Linked DNA regions of Sus scrofa: region 2 is linked to region 1. The links are chromatin contacts, called in public Hi-C maps. All regions are on one chromosome and are shown on one strand. Each heading gives the region's core, a stretch centred on a gene start, on an enhancer-like site or on the middle of the called end of the contact. The rest is flanking DNA. Distances are from core to core; before and after follow the strand shown.

Region 1 (7,389 bases), core at 1,496-3,995:
AGGGGATCAAGAAGATGTGGTACATATACACAATGGAATATTACTCAGCCATTAAAAGGAACGAAATAATGGCAATTTTAGCAACATGGATGGACCTAGAAATTATCATGCTAAGTGAAGTCAGTCAGACAATGAGACACTAACATCAAATGCTTTCGCTGACGTGGAATCTGAAAAAAAGACAGAATGAACTACTTTGCAGATCAGATACTGACTCACAGACTTTGAAAAACTTATGGTTTCCAAAAGAGACAGTTCAGGGGGTGGGGGGAATGCGCTGGGGTTGTGGGATGGAAATCTTATAAAATTGGATTGTGATGATCATTGCACAACTCTAAATGTAATAAATTCATTGAGTAATAAAAAAACTCTTCTGTTTAAATTTAAATTTTTTTAGTATGGGAAATTCTCATTGAAAAAATAAAATATATTTTGTTTTAAAATATTAATGATTATTGTTAATAATTAACTTAAGCATTTCAGTAAAATATTAAGAAGAAAATAACAGAATTACCATCCCAGGAGATATAAACTGGTAACAATTATTTACCATCATTCTGATAGTTTTCCATACTCCAAGTATGTTGTACAGACATAGAAATCAATGTAAGTTTACCCAATGGATCTTGGAGCTTTGTAAACTATTTTCACTCAACAAGGTGCTAAGGACCTTTTTCCAAGTGTTGGGGAGCTTAGTTATGTTCATGTGGAAGACATGCCCAGACTATGAACTTACAGGGCCAATTATCCATACATATAATAATGGATATTCTCAGTCTTATTCTGTTCAAGTAGAATAAAAATCTTGTTTTCCAGCATCGAGATGTAATTGACATATATAAATCGTGTAAGTTTAAGATATAAAACTGTCATGATTTGATAACACATATCTGTTATGAAATGATTACCACATACATTGACAACTCCATCACCTTGAAAAATCTAATTAAGTTGACAATATTCAGGTGTGTCTTCTTATACTGATACTCAACATCTATGCTTTGATTGCCTAGAGCAGCTTCTCTGGGTTCTTCAACCTCTCTGGCTCCAGAGAACAGCTTTTCTGTTCTGTTAAACCTCTCTGGCTTCTAGAGAACAGCTCAGGGGAATATATAAAGGAGAGCCTTGAGATGTTACTTGGCATATGCATTTTGTTTACCGCACATGTTTATTTATAACCTTTAAGATAATAAGCAACTTGTTTGATTATGTCTATAACACATATAAAGACATAATTTCTTTGCTCTGTGGCTATAATTACTTAAACCTTCAGTCCTCCTACCACGGTCTCAGTTCCAACTATCATCAACCCAGCCTGAACATCTGCCACAGCCTGTGTCTTGGCTCTTTGGTTCATCCACACAACCACTGGGGTAATCTTTTTATAATGCAGATTTGATCAGATCATCTTAAAATCTTATCTGAGGTTATTATCAGGCATCCAGCACCCTACATAGTCAAGTCTTTATCCTCCTCTCCCTGCCACCTTCTCCAAATCACACCCATCTTTATTTTATGAGCTAGGAAATTGCTCTCTCACACCTTTCCTACATTTACATGTTGTTCCCTCAGTCTTGTGAAGTTCTAATTTTTCAAGACTCAGCTCAGGACATACTTTCTTTATGAAGACTTGCTGTCTCTGATGTTGGGAGCCACCCTCCTCTCTGCTGCCATCCTCTGCTATAGAGATTGCCTTATTACAATATAATCAATTGCTTGTCTTCTCCCTCACTAGACTGTTAGCTCAAGATCAGGAACTTGGATCTTTTCACCCTTGTATCTCCAAGAATGAAAAAATACAAATTGTTTCACATTAGTCAGTAGCTCCAGTTGGCAAAATTTTTATCTTTGAATAATAATGTATGAGAAATAGAAAATGTTATTTATTGTTGTTCAAAACAATGTCTCTAAGGGAAAAAGACAATTAAGAAGCTCTCAGTGGAAAAAGACTGTAAACATATATAAAATAAGCATACATTAATATTTGTCATTTGAGCAATTGTTCCTTGCTTGGGAAACAATCTTTCTAAGGGAAGGATTTGTATTTTCTTTGTTCCTTCTGATGCCTAGCAGAGTACCATGTTCATAGAATAATCACTAGTCCATTTTTACTGATTAACTGAATGAGTGAATCCATTCATTATATAAAAACTAAGCCTCAGGAATTTATAATCCCTGCCTCTTTGAATCTCTATGTATATTGACATATCTTGTGAGGTACTTGAAGACAGGGTCTCTGCTTTATTGACTTTTATTTATTCCTATGTCTTAACAAAGAGCACAGAACACAGAAGTTGATGGTCTGTTATAAAAATTACATCAGTGAAAGATACATGTGCTTTGTTCATCACTGTATCCCTATGATCTAACACCTTACTACAGTAGAAACCTAGTGAATATTTGTTAGATAAACCTAACTTGGAAATCTGACATCTGGAAAGTACAACTAAAATTGAATATAAAATGTTTTCCTTAGTCCCTTGAATTTAGGCATCAATTCAGATTAGAGGAAGTGTTATTCTGAAAGATATGTTACTTATTGCTAAGAAATAGCTTAACCACACAGAAGTGGGGATGGGAAGAAGAAGGGAGAAGAGTTGTAAACAAACAAATGAGACTCACAGGAGAAAATAGCTCCTCCGAGGGGAGCCACATGCTCTGATACCCAAGGCAGCCACATGAGGAAGCAGCCTAAAATTAGCAGGATGGGCAAGCCCAGGAAGGGACAGCCACGGCAGCTTTCCCTGCACTCAACAAGTGAGGTGAAGGGCCAGGAGCCCCGGTGGAACCCTCCTCTGCCTGTGGAGATCCACTGCAGTGTGTGCTAGGTAAGCCCCCCGCCCCTGGATCTCACCTTAGGAGGTAAAGCAAGAGATTTCTTAAGGGAATGTCCAGACAATGGAAAGATTTAATATTGCTTAATAAAGAGGTGCTTCCAGGAGTATAATGACTAAGATAGCAATAAAAAGACTCTTGTACCCATCCTCACCCAAGGTATTCATCTGAACTATCCCTTTGCACCTTATTTGAACTGGGCCTCTCTGGGGTGTATAGGTGCTATTTTTTCTCAAGGGTTGGAGTAAAGAAAATTTGTAGGAGTTCCTGTTGTGGTGCAGCAGAAACAAATCTGAAACTGGTTGCAGGTTCGATCCCTGGCCTTGCTCAGTGGGTTAAGGATCCGGCATTGCTGTGAGCTGTGGCGCAGGTCGCAGATTTGGCTGGGATCTGATGTTGCTATGGCAGGAGCGTAGGCCGGCAGCTGTAGCTCTGATTGGACCCTTGCCCTCGGAACCTCCATATGTCACAGGTGTGGCCCTAAAAAGCAAAAAAAAGAAAAAAGAAAATTTGTAAAACCATGTGGAAGAGGAAAGAGTACTTCCAAGTACTCTTTATACATATAAAGGGGTGAGATACTGCAGAGCCAAAAAGGTAAGATTAGCAATACACAAATAGGACTTGGTAGGCAACAATGTGCTTTGTTTGTGGACGAAGTACAGAGTCGTTGAGCTGGTGGAGGACAGACAACAGGATCCTGGAGGAGGCCAGGATTTTCGCTGCTATTGTTTCATAAAGAACTAGATCAGTGATGGCGTAAGTGAGTTATTCCAAGTCAGGGTATTTATCTATCACTCACTATAGTTTTTATAAGTGCCTATTTTCTATGCTGTAATTCATTTTTATGTTACCTATATTTTTTGAAGTTATTACTCAATGGTAAAACCCTCCTGTGCTATCAAGAAGGTGTCTCATAGGGCTGATCTGAAGGGACTGTGTAATTGGACAGTAGAAATTCAGAACTTTCAAAAAAAATTACAGCTGTATTGAGATGTAATTCACCTATCATATAACGCACTTATTTAAAGTGTACAACTCTATGTTTTAGTATATCTACAGAGTTTTGCAACCACTGCCACAATCAATTGTAGAACATTTTATCATCCTTCCCTCCAAAACCCATACCCAATGGCAGCCACTCCTCTTTTCTTCCAGCACTCCCCTCATCCACAATCCTAGGCAACCACAAATCTATACCTGCTTCTGTAGGTTTGCCTATTTTGGACAGGTCATACAAATGGAATGCTACAATATGTGGTCTTTTTTTTTTCTTCTTTTATTTTAGGGCAGCACCCACAGCATATGGAAGTTCCCAGGCTAGGCGTGGAATCAGAGCTGCAGCTGCAGGCCTACACCACGGCCACAGTAATTCGGGATCTGAGCTGTGTCTGCAACCTACACTATAGTTCATGGCAATGCCGGATACTTAACCCCCAATGAGAGAGGCCAGGGGTCAAACCCGCATCCTCATGGATATTAGTTGGGTTCGTTACCACTGAGCCACAACAGGAACTCCAATATGTGGTCTTTTTGTGAGTTGTCGTTTTGTTTATTTTTTGGTTTTGGTGGGAGAGATGGATGCTTATTGTGTAGAAAGAGAGACAAGAACTTTTGTCGGGAGTATTAACTATTGATTCATCCTAAAGCGGAATTGTCATTGACTCTAGTCTCCATTCCGGGTGAGTATTTATTACCCATTACTCAGATTATTCATTTATAATGGCATTTCAGTGGTATGTAGAATTATATGATTAACAAATGCTTTTTAGTGAAGGTGATTTTCATTTACTGATAATCTTGGATATGATTTGACATTTAGGGTAGGTATCATTAGAAAACTTATATGGTACGTATCCTAAGGTTTTAGTAAATAATAAATGAAGATGGACTGTATCTAGATCATTCTGGAACAGGTACTAGGTTCGAAGTAAATAGTTGTATTTTCCTCTGCCCTACTCTCAGGGTTAAACATTTACTCATATTATAAAACATATGGAGCAGCCTGGAAGAAAATCTTAACCTAGCAGAGTGCTTTGAACATACCAGTTACTCAATAAATGCCTTTTAAAGCAGGAAAGGAAGATATAGTCATGAATGTGTGCATTTTACAGATGTGATATTAATTCATAAAAGTTATGGAAAACAGTTTCATATGCTGGAATAGGAGGCACCAATTATAATTTCAAGTTTGAGCTCATATCAACTACAATCTCAGATAACTGACTTACTTTCTCTGGTCCTCAACTTATCTAAAACTCCAGGCTGAGATGATAGGCTGGATCATAGCTGGATCATTGTTCGAATTGTGGAAATATCTTAAGGCAATGTCTCCAAGACACGTGTGTCTTGTATTATTTCATGCTAAAGGTCACACACTGAATTATAGAGTTGCATTTTAGGGAAGTCCAGTTGGTTGGCTGTCATAAGATCTTGAAACTTATAATTACCTTGATGAAATTACCAGGTTCCATCGTCTGGTCCTCAGCTATCCAAGCTCAGAAACCTAATTTGATTTTCAAAATTCTTATAATGATTCAGTCCTTAGCAAGGTATTTACATTAACCAAACTCCCAAGAGAGTAATGCAGCATCCACCATTCCAGTTTGTTAAATTTACAATGAGAAAGATGGCTTCAGAGCAAACCAAATGCATATCCCCCATCAACTTATTCTTTTTTCTTTAAAATCTATTTTTTTAAAAAAACAATTGAAATCAGAAAGTTGCTGCATGAGCATGGATTGGAGCAAGGTAAGTAACTGGTATGTTATCTAGGAGTGTTGGCCTGGGGCTGCCAGCACCATCATCAGGAGCAGATAGGGCTCTCTTGGGTGAACACTGCTAATTCCTTCTCTGATTTCCTTTTCCTGCTTGTCATTCTAATTATTTCTTCAGATATAGATATACACATATTTATATTTATATACATACATATATTTAACAGATAGATTGGTGGGTAGATAGATAAGTACATGATAGGTAGACAGATAGATAGATAGATACCATCAGTTAGGCTACTGCCAAATTTTGCTCCTTCTTTTTTATTGGTGTCCTTGAAGTGTTTTTTCTTGCCTTGGGTACAACTTTTACTATTTTTTCCCTTTATAAATATAATACACCCTTATTAGAAGGTTTTTTTAAAAAGTACAGCTAAGAAAAACTATGAGAGAAAAACCTTCCATAGTTCCTCTACCTACTTATAACCATTTAACATTTTGGAAAATTGTGCTCCAGACTTTAAAAAAATAAAACACATGGGAACGTAAATTGGTACAATCACTATGGAAAACAGTATGGAGGTACCTCAGAAAACTAAATATAGAACTAATATATGATTCAGCAATCCCACTCCTGGGCATATATCCAGAAAAAACTGTAATTCAGAAAGATACATACATACACCCTTGTGTTCACTGCAGCACGAGTCACAATAGCCAAGACATGGAAACAACCTAAACGGCTATCAACAGATGAATGGATTAAGATGTGGTACATATATACAATGGAATACTACTCAGCCATAAAAGAACAAAATGCCATTCACAGTAATACGGAACATGGATGCAACTAGAGATTATCATACCAAGAGAAGTAAGCCAGAAAAAGAAGGACAAATACCACATGAGATCAATTACAGCTGGAATCTAAAATATGGCACAAATGAACCCATCTACAAAACAGAAACAGGCTCACAGACATAAAGAACAGACTTGTGGAGTTCCCGTCGTGGCGCAGTGGTTAACGAATCCGACTAGGAACCATGAGGTTGCGGGTTCGGTCCCTGCCCTTGCTCAGTGGGTTAAGGATCCGGCGTTGCCGTGAGCTGTGGTGTAGGTTGCAGACGCGGCTCGGATCCCGCGTTGCTGTGGCTCTGGCGTAGGCCGGTGGCTACAGCTCCGATTCAACCCCTAGCCTGGGAACCTCCATATGCCGCAGGAGCGGCCCAAGAAATAGCAACAACAAAAGACAAAAAAAAAAAAAAAAAAAAAAAAGTGTGTGTGTATGACTGAGTCACTTTTCTATACAATAGAAATTAGTACATTTTAAGTCAACTATAATTCTTAAAAATTAAAATAAAACACGGTCATATTATAAATACTGTTTCGAACATTAAAAAAAAAATCTATCCACATTAAAAAAAAATGTATTGTTTCGAATATCATATGGAAGTTCCCAAGCCAGCGACTGAATCCAAATCAGAGCTTCAACCTATGCCACAGCTGCAGCAACGCCAGGTCATTAAGCCACTGTACCAGGCCAGGGATTGAACCAGGGCCTCCACAAAGACAAGCAGGACATTAACCCAGTGCACCACAGAGGGAACTCATATTACAAAATTCTTTATGAACATCCTATAAATATATTTGAATGACAGTTTTTCTTTTCATAAGGTGCCTAAATTTACATACATTAGTCATTATGTTGATTTTCTATTTTAACTTTCAGAAGGTTAGAGGAGCTCGGCTGATGCCTTCCTGTGTTTCCTATAACATGAAATTTTTTCGTATTTATACATCACTTTTAAAAGTTTCTGCTTTATATACACACACACATATA
Region 2 (7,389 bases), core at 1,808-4,307, 55 kb after region 1:
ATTAACATAAATATATTTGTAATGTGCTAGTGATATATTTGAATACAAATATTGACATAAAAAAGAAAGCTCTACCATATTTAAAAAAAATTAACATAGTTCTTATCTGGCCCATTTAGTAATGCAGAATGGTCGCATTTTAGTTCTAACCTAGTAGTTTTCTCCCCGTGATATGTGGAGCCTCAGAAGTCCTATGGAACCTCTTCAGGGGGTTAGTGTTCATTACATAGCTTTATATGTGAGGGGGTGGGGATGGGTGAAGGATATTTACAGCCACCATGACCCAGAAAGAAATACAATCAGTTCAGCATCAAATTTGAAATCTGTGATTCATAGATAGAAAATGTCAGTCTTTGGTTTTGGATTAGTTTCTTATGCCAAATTCTGTAGATGTGTTCTATCTAGCCCCCTGTCTGATAATCCTAATGACAATGAATCTATTGTTGGTTCCCTCCTAACAGTGTCAGAGCCCTACCAACTATCTGCAAGGATTGGACGGAAAACCTATCATTGCAGCTCCTGTGTTTACAAAGGTAATCGAAACATTACTTCTTTCTGCCATGGTTTTAAACACATCACAATACCCAAACAAAGTTGTAGGATCCCAAATTCAATGACTTTATCTCAGAATTTTGATCTTGTATAAATACAGTACAGGGTTTGGGGTTTTGTGGCAACTGTTACCATGTCATTTCAAGTTGTAGATTTCTAATAACAGTTTGTGTAATAAGGGAAATGTCACCGCCACTCATTCTATTGATCTCAATGGCCTTCCTATTGCTGATAACACAGGAGCTGCACCTAGGAGTCAGGTGGTATGTTTCTCAGCACTTACTATTCCAAAGGTTTCTCTGGATGTCTTTGGTGCTCAAGGAGATAGCATTACATGGTCTTAGCTTAAAATAAAGCCTCACTCTAGGACAAAGAGCTTTCTTTTTCTAATCCATGGTATCAACTATTGCAATGGCATCAAATTCTGAGTCTCATAATCTTTGCATGCAGAACTGGAAATTTTACTCAGGCACTTTCATTTACAAATGAAAAAACCAAGGGAGGTTCAGACAATACATCCAATGTCACAGAACTAGCTAGTGGCAGAAGCAGGACTAGAAATACGTTCTCTCAATTCTACTCTTCTTTCCCTTATACAACATAGACTTCGTTTATATGTTGCCCAAGACAATAAATTCAAAGGTGAAAAACTGAGTCGCATTGGGTTTGTTTTGGTATTATGAAAACCACATGGATTGAGTCTATGCCTGGATTTATAATTATTGTTTTGACGAACACCAAAATTAAGCCCTAGGAGATTTTATCCTCTCAGAAGTACACTTTAGTTTAGAGCAATGGTTCTTACTCAGGATTCATTTTGCCCTTCAAGGGACACTTGGCAATGTCTGGAGACATTTTTGATTTTCACAACTGGGGGATGGCACCAAGAGAGAATGTTAAACATCCTGTAATAATAAGATGCCAGCCTCCCCAAACAAAGAATTATCCAGCCCAAATTGCCAACTAGTCCTAGGGCTAAGAAATCATGGTTTTAGAGCAAAATGGCAAAAAGTACTAACGGCAATGAGTACCAATCCTAAAGGAAGAACTAAGTTCACAACTTCCACCAAAACATCAATTTTAGGAAAATTCCACCGTATCAGCTCATCCAAGATGGCTTTCCAAAATCAAGCAGAGTCTGAGCGTGAGACGTGTTTATCCATAACCATATCAGGTGGGCATGTATTTTCATGAGAAACAAGATCCCTCAGTTTTTAAGGTTTGTTTCTTGTAATCTGCTTTCTGAATTTAAATTTTGCTACTTTCAAAGATTTGAGGTAGGAAAGCAACATGTTCTGGCTTGGTGAATACCAGACTTCGATGAAGAGTTATAAGTGGACCGCGCGCGTGCGTGCATGCATGCATGCGTGTGTGTGTGTGTGTGTGTGTGTGTGTGTGTGAGAGAGAGAGAGAGAGAGCAAGAGCGCGCACGAAATAGCTGATAGTGCTACCTTTCTTAGTTCACTGCTAAGTCAACTAGCCTTAAATCAAAGCTTTAAATGCCAATTAATCTCGACACTTTAATTTATTATGCCCATTTGTCACACTTTTTGTGACTCTTCAAAGGCAATTAAACTGCAGAATGATTTATACCCAGTCCCAAACTGGAGTTCCTCCTCTCTTCTCCCCACCACCATCTGCCCAGCCAGACACCAGACAGGTGCCCTTAATCTCCCTCCACACTTACAGATCTTTTGGGTGCTCTGTCTTTGCTGCATCTGTATCACCTGGTACCTATCTCTGGTACAATATTTAACACAATAATAAAGCTGTTTATGTTTCTGTCTCTCCCGAGCATCTTGAAAGCTATCTCTAATATCTAGATAGGAGTCCATAAACGTTACAAGAAGTCCAAAGCCATTTTTATTATTCTAGTAGGATTTTAACACTCATTCTTCACATGTAATTTTCATGGACTGGTTAGCAACAAGTTTAGCTGCTTCTTTTTTTGTTTTGTTTCTTCATTTGCTTTTTAGGGCCGCATCCACAACATATGGAGGTTCCCAGGCTGGGGCTGAATCAGAGCTGTAGCTACCAGCCTACACCACAGACACACAGGATCCAAGCCACTTCTGTGACCTGCATCACAGCTCACAGCAAAGCCGGATCCTTAACCCACTGAGCATGGCCAGGGATGGAACCTGCATCCTCATGGATGCAAGTCAGATTGTTAACTGCTGAGCCATGACGGGAGCTCAAAGTTTAGCTGCTTTTGTATAGTGATTGCTTACCTCCCTCTCATTAGATGCTCTGAATTGCAGATACATATATGTCTTTGATAAATAAAAATGGGGAAATGAATTTGTCATCAGTCTCTGCTGTTTGTTAGATAAATCTCCAAAAACATTTGATCCATGGTGGGAAAACAGTACCAAGTACAGAGACTCACACTCTGGTGAGGCTTTCTCAGCCCTCGGGAAGTATGCTTTTGCCTCCATAAATGGGATCAGGGCTGTTCAGACGTAAGGCCCTAGGATAGGCTGTGGCTCAGATTCCAGAGGGACTTATCAGCAACGATGTGCTTGCGTTAGTTTCCATGGGTAAGGGCAGAATTGAGGTCATAGTCACTGCCAGTGTCATTAGAAAATTTCTGAGTCAGAGCCACTGATGATGGTAATCACGTGGCATGAGCCATGATAACTGATCACTGGCATATGTCTGTTCGGGTTATTCCTGCTCTATTTACTTCTTTAGGGACTTCTGGCATTCCAGTCCCTATGACTCACTTTCTATACTGCCCAACAAAGCATTTCTTTGCCAGTCATGGCAAGAGGCCATTTTTTTAAAGCAATGATTAGAGAGCAGACTTTTATTTAACTCCTGTTCTGATGATGGGGAAGTACTGGTATTACCCTCTTTTAAAAAGGATGGTTGCACAGCAAAACAGTGGTAGAGTTTGAGAGAAGCCTGGGGCCACATATGCTAGTTCACTGCTCTACCTGTAAGTGATAATTATGTTCTAAAATATTTTATGGAGATAGACTATCCTCCATCTTCTGTACAGTATCAAAAACACTTTCATTCTGTTTCTTTGGGGGGGGGGAGCGTGCTCACACTTCTTGAGTGTGCAGGGAAGTATATGATCAATTAGAATCTTACTCTGATCACTGCTCCCACTCCAACAGCAGCTGCTCTGGCAGGCTTTCAAGGCTGCAGCAGCCTTGGCTCCAACTGCTTCAGCAGTAATTTGAAGAGTGCAAGGGGGCAGGGGAAGTGAAAATTTGAAGAACAGCACTTCATTATATAATAGCAGAGACAGGAAACCCTGAAATAACTGGGCCAGTGGTCAGATCTAAGTTTCTGAAGACTACATGGGCCCCCCTCCCCAACTTGACAATTCCAGAGACTTCTCTGACACAGCTCTACCCTGGGCACTTGTAACAATGTAGGAGCAAAAAAGGTCTTCAAAGACTTATCAGTAAAAAAAACTGCTCTGATCCAGCCTAAAGCATATACACCTTCACTTCCAGCATCTTACAAGGTGCAAAAACAGCAACTGGATTTAAAAAATAAAATGACAATATGAACCTTGTAGCTGCCCTCTTTTAATCAATGGGGGAGATGCCTTTTCCCAAGGATGTCCCTGCATTATACTTCCAGATATAGATCCACTAAGCGGAACTGTGTCCTTTTAGCTCACATTTATAACATCTGGCACAGAGCAGGCACATAGTAATACTTATTCTGTGGTAAATAACTTCCATTTCAGCTAAGAAGGAATTATTGCTTTCATCGCTTTGTGATTTTAGCATGTCTTTAGGAGGAATAGAGAAAGAAATCCAATATCAAATGCCTGTGGAAAACTTCTTCTCAAGGTTCCGTGTCCCCCTACAGAGAAGGTCTTCCCAGATGATCAGCATGGTGATGAACCACACGACAGATTTAATCATTGGATACTATTTACCTCAGGAGGGTGTAGACTTTTTTGTTACAGTGACTTTGAGTTCAGATCTATAATTCCTAATTAAGGCTAATTTAATCTTTGCTAGTTAGGGATGGTTTCATGCCTTATTCATCTTCAAGAAAGTCAAGAAGAATAGGATCGAGTCTGTATACAATGTTCTCTTGGTAACAGCCTAAGACCTGCTGCTGTGTGTTGAACATGGCCCTATCTACACCATGTTCAGATGGTGTAACTGGTTTGGACCTGACGTGCAGTCGTGTGAGCCAATTTCTTCTCGTGAGACTTTGGTAGAAAAGCACAGTTTTCGACAAAACAACCATCATCCTTCAAACTATGACTTTCAACAATCTCTTCTAAGTGGCTCGTTAAGATGACTCGGGGCAACTCCTTCACTGAGTATTGATGTGTCATGCTGGAATGAGCTTCCATCTCACATTGCAGACACTTAGCAGGCATATTCTATAAGCATAGTATCTCAGGTATATTGGCTGAACTCTCAAACAGAACACAGACAGGCCTTGGGCTTCAAAGACAAGTGAATAATTACAACCAACTAATGTTGGTCTCAACTGTGAGTAATATACTCTCTCAAAGAAGTCCCTTTGCAAGCAGGACTTTGGTATAACCTCTGCAGATTGAGAACTGGTTCACATATCTGAACCACAGGCCATGTCAGAATATATACATTAGTGTTCCTGTTGTGGCTCAGCAGAAGTGAACCCAACTGGTATACTTAAGGACTTGGGTTTGGTCCCTGGCTCAGCTCAGTGGGTTAAGGATCCGGTGTTGCTGTGGCTGTGGTGTAGGTCAGCAGCTGAAGCTCCTATTCAACCCCTAGCCTGGGAACTTCCACATGCCACAGGTTTGGCCCTAAAAAAAAAAAAAAAAAAAAAAAAAAAAAGAGAGAGAATGTATAGATTGACCTCATTCTGCTTACATCCATTTTTTAATATGCATCCCTGTATTTTATTTATTCAATCCCTCTGCTACCACTTTTTTTTGGGGGGGGTTGCTTTGGTTTTCTAATTTGTTTGCCTCAAAAGGAATGAAATTTCATTATGTATGAATCCCAGGGAGATATCTTCTGTCATTAAGGGTTTTTTTTTTTTTTGTCTTTTTTGCTCTTTCTTTGGGCCACTCCCGCGGCATATGGAGGTTCCCAGGCTAGGGGTCGAATTGGAGCTGTAGCTACCAGCCTAGGCCAGGGCCACAGCAACGCGGGATCCAAGCCGCGTCTGCAACCTACACCACAGCTCACGGCAATTGTCAACCCACTGAGCAAGGGCAGGGATCGAACCCGCAACCTCATGGATCCTAGTCGGATTCGTTAACCACTGCGCCACGACGGGAACTCCTGCCATTAAGGTTTTGAACAGGCTCCCAAACTACCATTTTAGCACAGAATTTACTCAGATGTCAGAGTGGAAGGCATATTCACCCGCTTGCCAGGAGCACCCAAGACTCGCTGATGTTCCCTGCTTACTGAGAACATTCCATTCTTGTCACTAAAAGCTACTGTTTTGGGGTAGACGAGGAATGACCAGGTTTTTAATCAAATAGTTCCTTACTACTTCAGAAACCACTCTGTGCCAATCCCATCCTGAATTGCTTCAGCAAACAAATTTGAAAATGCAAAGGACAAAATACTAACTTTGAACTGCAGCGCCCCCTGGAGTTCAAAAACAAATTTACACACCCTTCTGAGGTAAAAGTCTCCTAAAAGACTAAGCTAAGCCATGTGGCCATCCTCAATCCTGTACTCCTTATGTAAATGCAGTAAATATGATGGCCCATGCACGAAATGTCATAAATTGTTAGGACAAGAGCTATAAACAATCACAAAATATTTATAAGAGTGAATGACCAAAGCAGAAGGCTTTCCCCTTCTCCAAAGCAAGAGCCAATATTTCCTAAAGGCAGATGTCAAAATTGTAATAATACAAGCCTTGTAGTATTTGTTGTTAATGGAGCTTGTAGAGGAAGTTAATCATAACCTTTCCATATTTATAATATTTTGGCTAAAATTAAAAACAAAAATATGCCAAAGGAGTATTTCATAATCAAATGAAGTACCAACTACACAAATGAATGTGTGACTTTAAGTTCACAAATCACAATGAGGGAAAGACAAGTTGTGAAAGGAGCATGTGAGTTCCATTCTCCCATAGAGTCTAATACAACATATACTGATATTTTACAATTGAAAGTGATTTTTGTCAACTTTTTTGTGTGGAAGTGTGGAAGAGTGTTTACTGATGCCTTCACAAAATTATGACTTATTTTCACCATGATGTAGGACTCCACATGTGGCTGATTTTATAGAAACTGTCATTGTTTATCTCCCTCAACAGACATGGAGGCTATACTGTAAAAAATACAAAAGGAAAACAAAATAGCAAAACAAAAGTCAATTTCCAGGACTACAAAAGGTAGACAAGGCAAAGTCAAGAAAAGAGTCAGTCTTGAGCCACAGAGATGTTCCACCTCAAGGAAGATTCCTGCATGGAAAAATACATTACTCTCAGGCTGAATACAGCTAGTAGACACTCATTGCAGATTTTCAAAATTGTTATTTCTGAAAACCAAACTCCACTTGGGCATTTTCTTAAATGAAGCAGAATTACTTTACAAAAAAATTAGTATTTTGCAAACTTTCCAAATGTTTTGCCTAGTACTCAGTAAATTTGTCTGGCACTCAACAGAGAGGAAAAGGAAAAAGACAGTGAGGAAAAAGCTTCCTAAGGGCTCAAACGATTCTATCTTCAAAAATAGATTCAATGTACATTCAGAATTGAAGATGCTGAAAATGTACAAGATTTGGAGAAAATCCAAATATGGAGGCAATGGTATCTTTTTCTAAAATTCTGCACTGGAAGTAGATTCCAAAAAGTGTATAATTTTGGTTTCTAAGAATATTCTTCTTATTACAGATG

Evidence for each region. Hi-C and Micro-C count contacts between places; a contact is called where the count stands out from the background.
Region 2: a Hi-C map of embryonic fibroblasts shows a contact between it and region 1, with 4 times the contacts expected there. The contact joins the enhancer-like site here to the promoter of MYPN in region 1. A contact is called at or near these places in 1 of 5 promoter capture datasets (fetal skeletal muscle), 10 of 47 Hi-C or Micro-C datasets (adipocytes, brain, embryonic fibroblasts and 3 more) and 1 of 2 datasets of contacts at active chromatin or transcription factors (skeletal muscle).

What each region holds. Positions count from the first base shown.
Region 1 is chr14:71,280,526-71,287,914 of Sscrofa11.1, forward strand. It overlaps MYPN (myopalladin), which reads left to right and starts at 2,746. Exons shown (of 19, transcript XM_021072494.1): 1 at 2,746-2,828.
Region 2 is chr14:71,335,429-71,342,817 of Sscrofa11.1, forward strand. It overlaps MYPN (myopalladin), which reads left to right. Exons shown (of 19, transcript XM_021072494.1): 5 at 462-533; 6 at 7,387-7,389. Among named protein-coding and RNA genes, the nearest start is that of MYPN, 56 kb to the left of the region's middle. Within about 2 kb of position 3,058, at least 26 of the 83 cell types and tissues checked have an H3K27ac peak or open chromatin away from gene starts, as enhancers often do. A contact at or near this core is called in embryonic fibroblasts, fetal skeletal muscle and skeletal muscle, where this site is marked.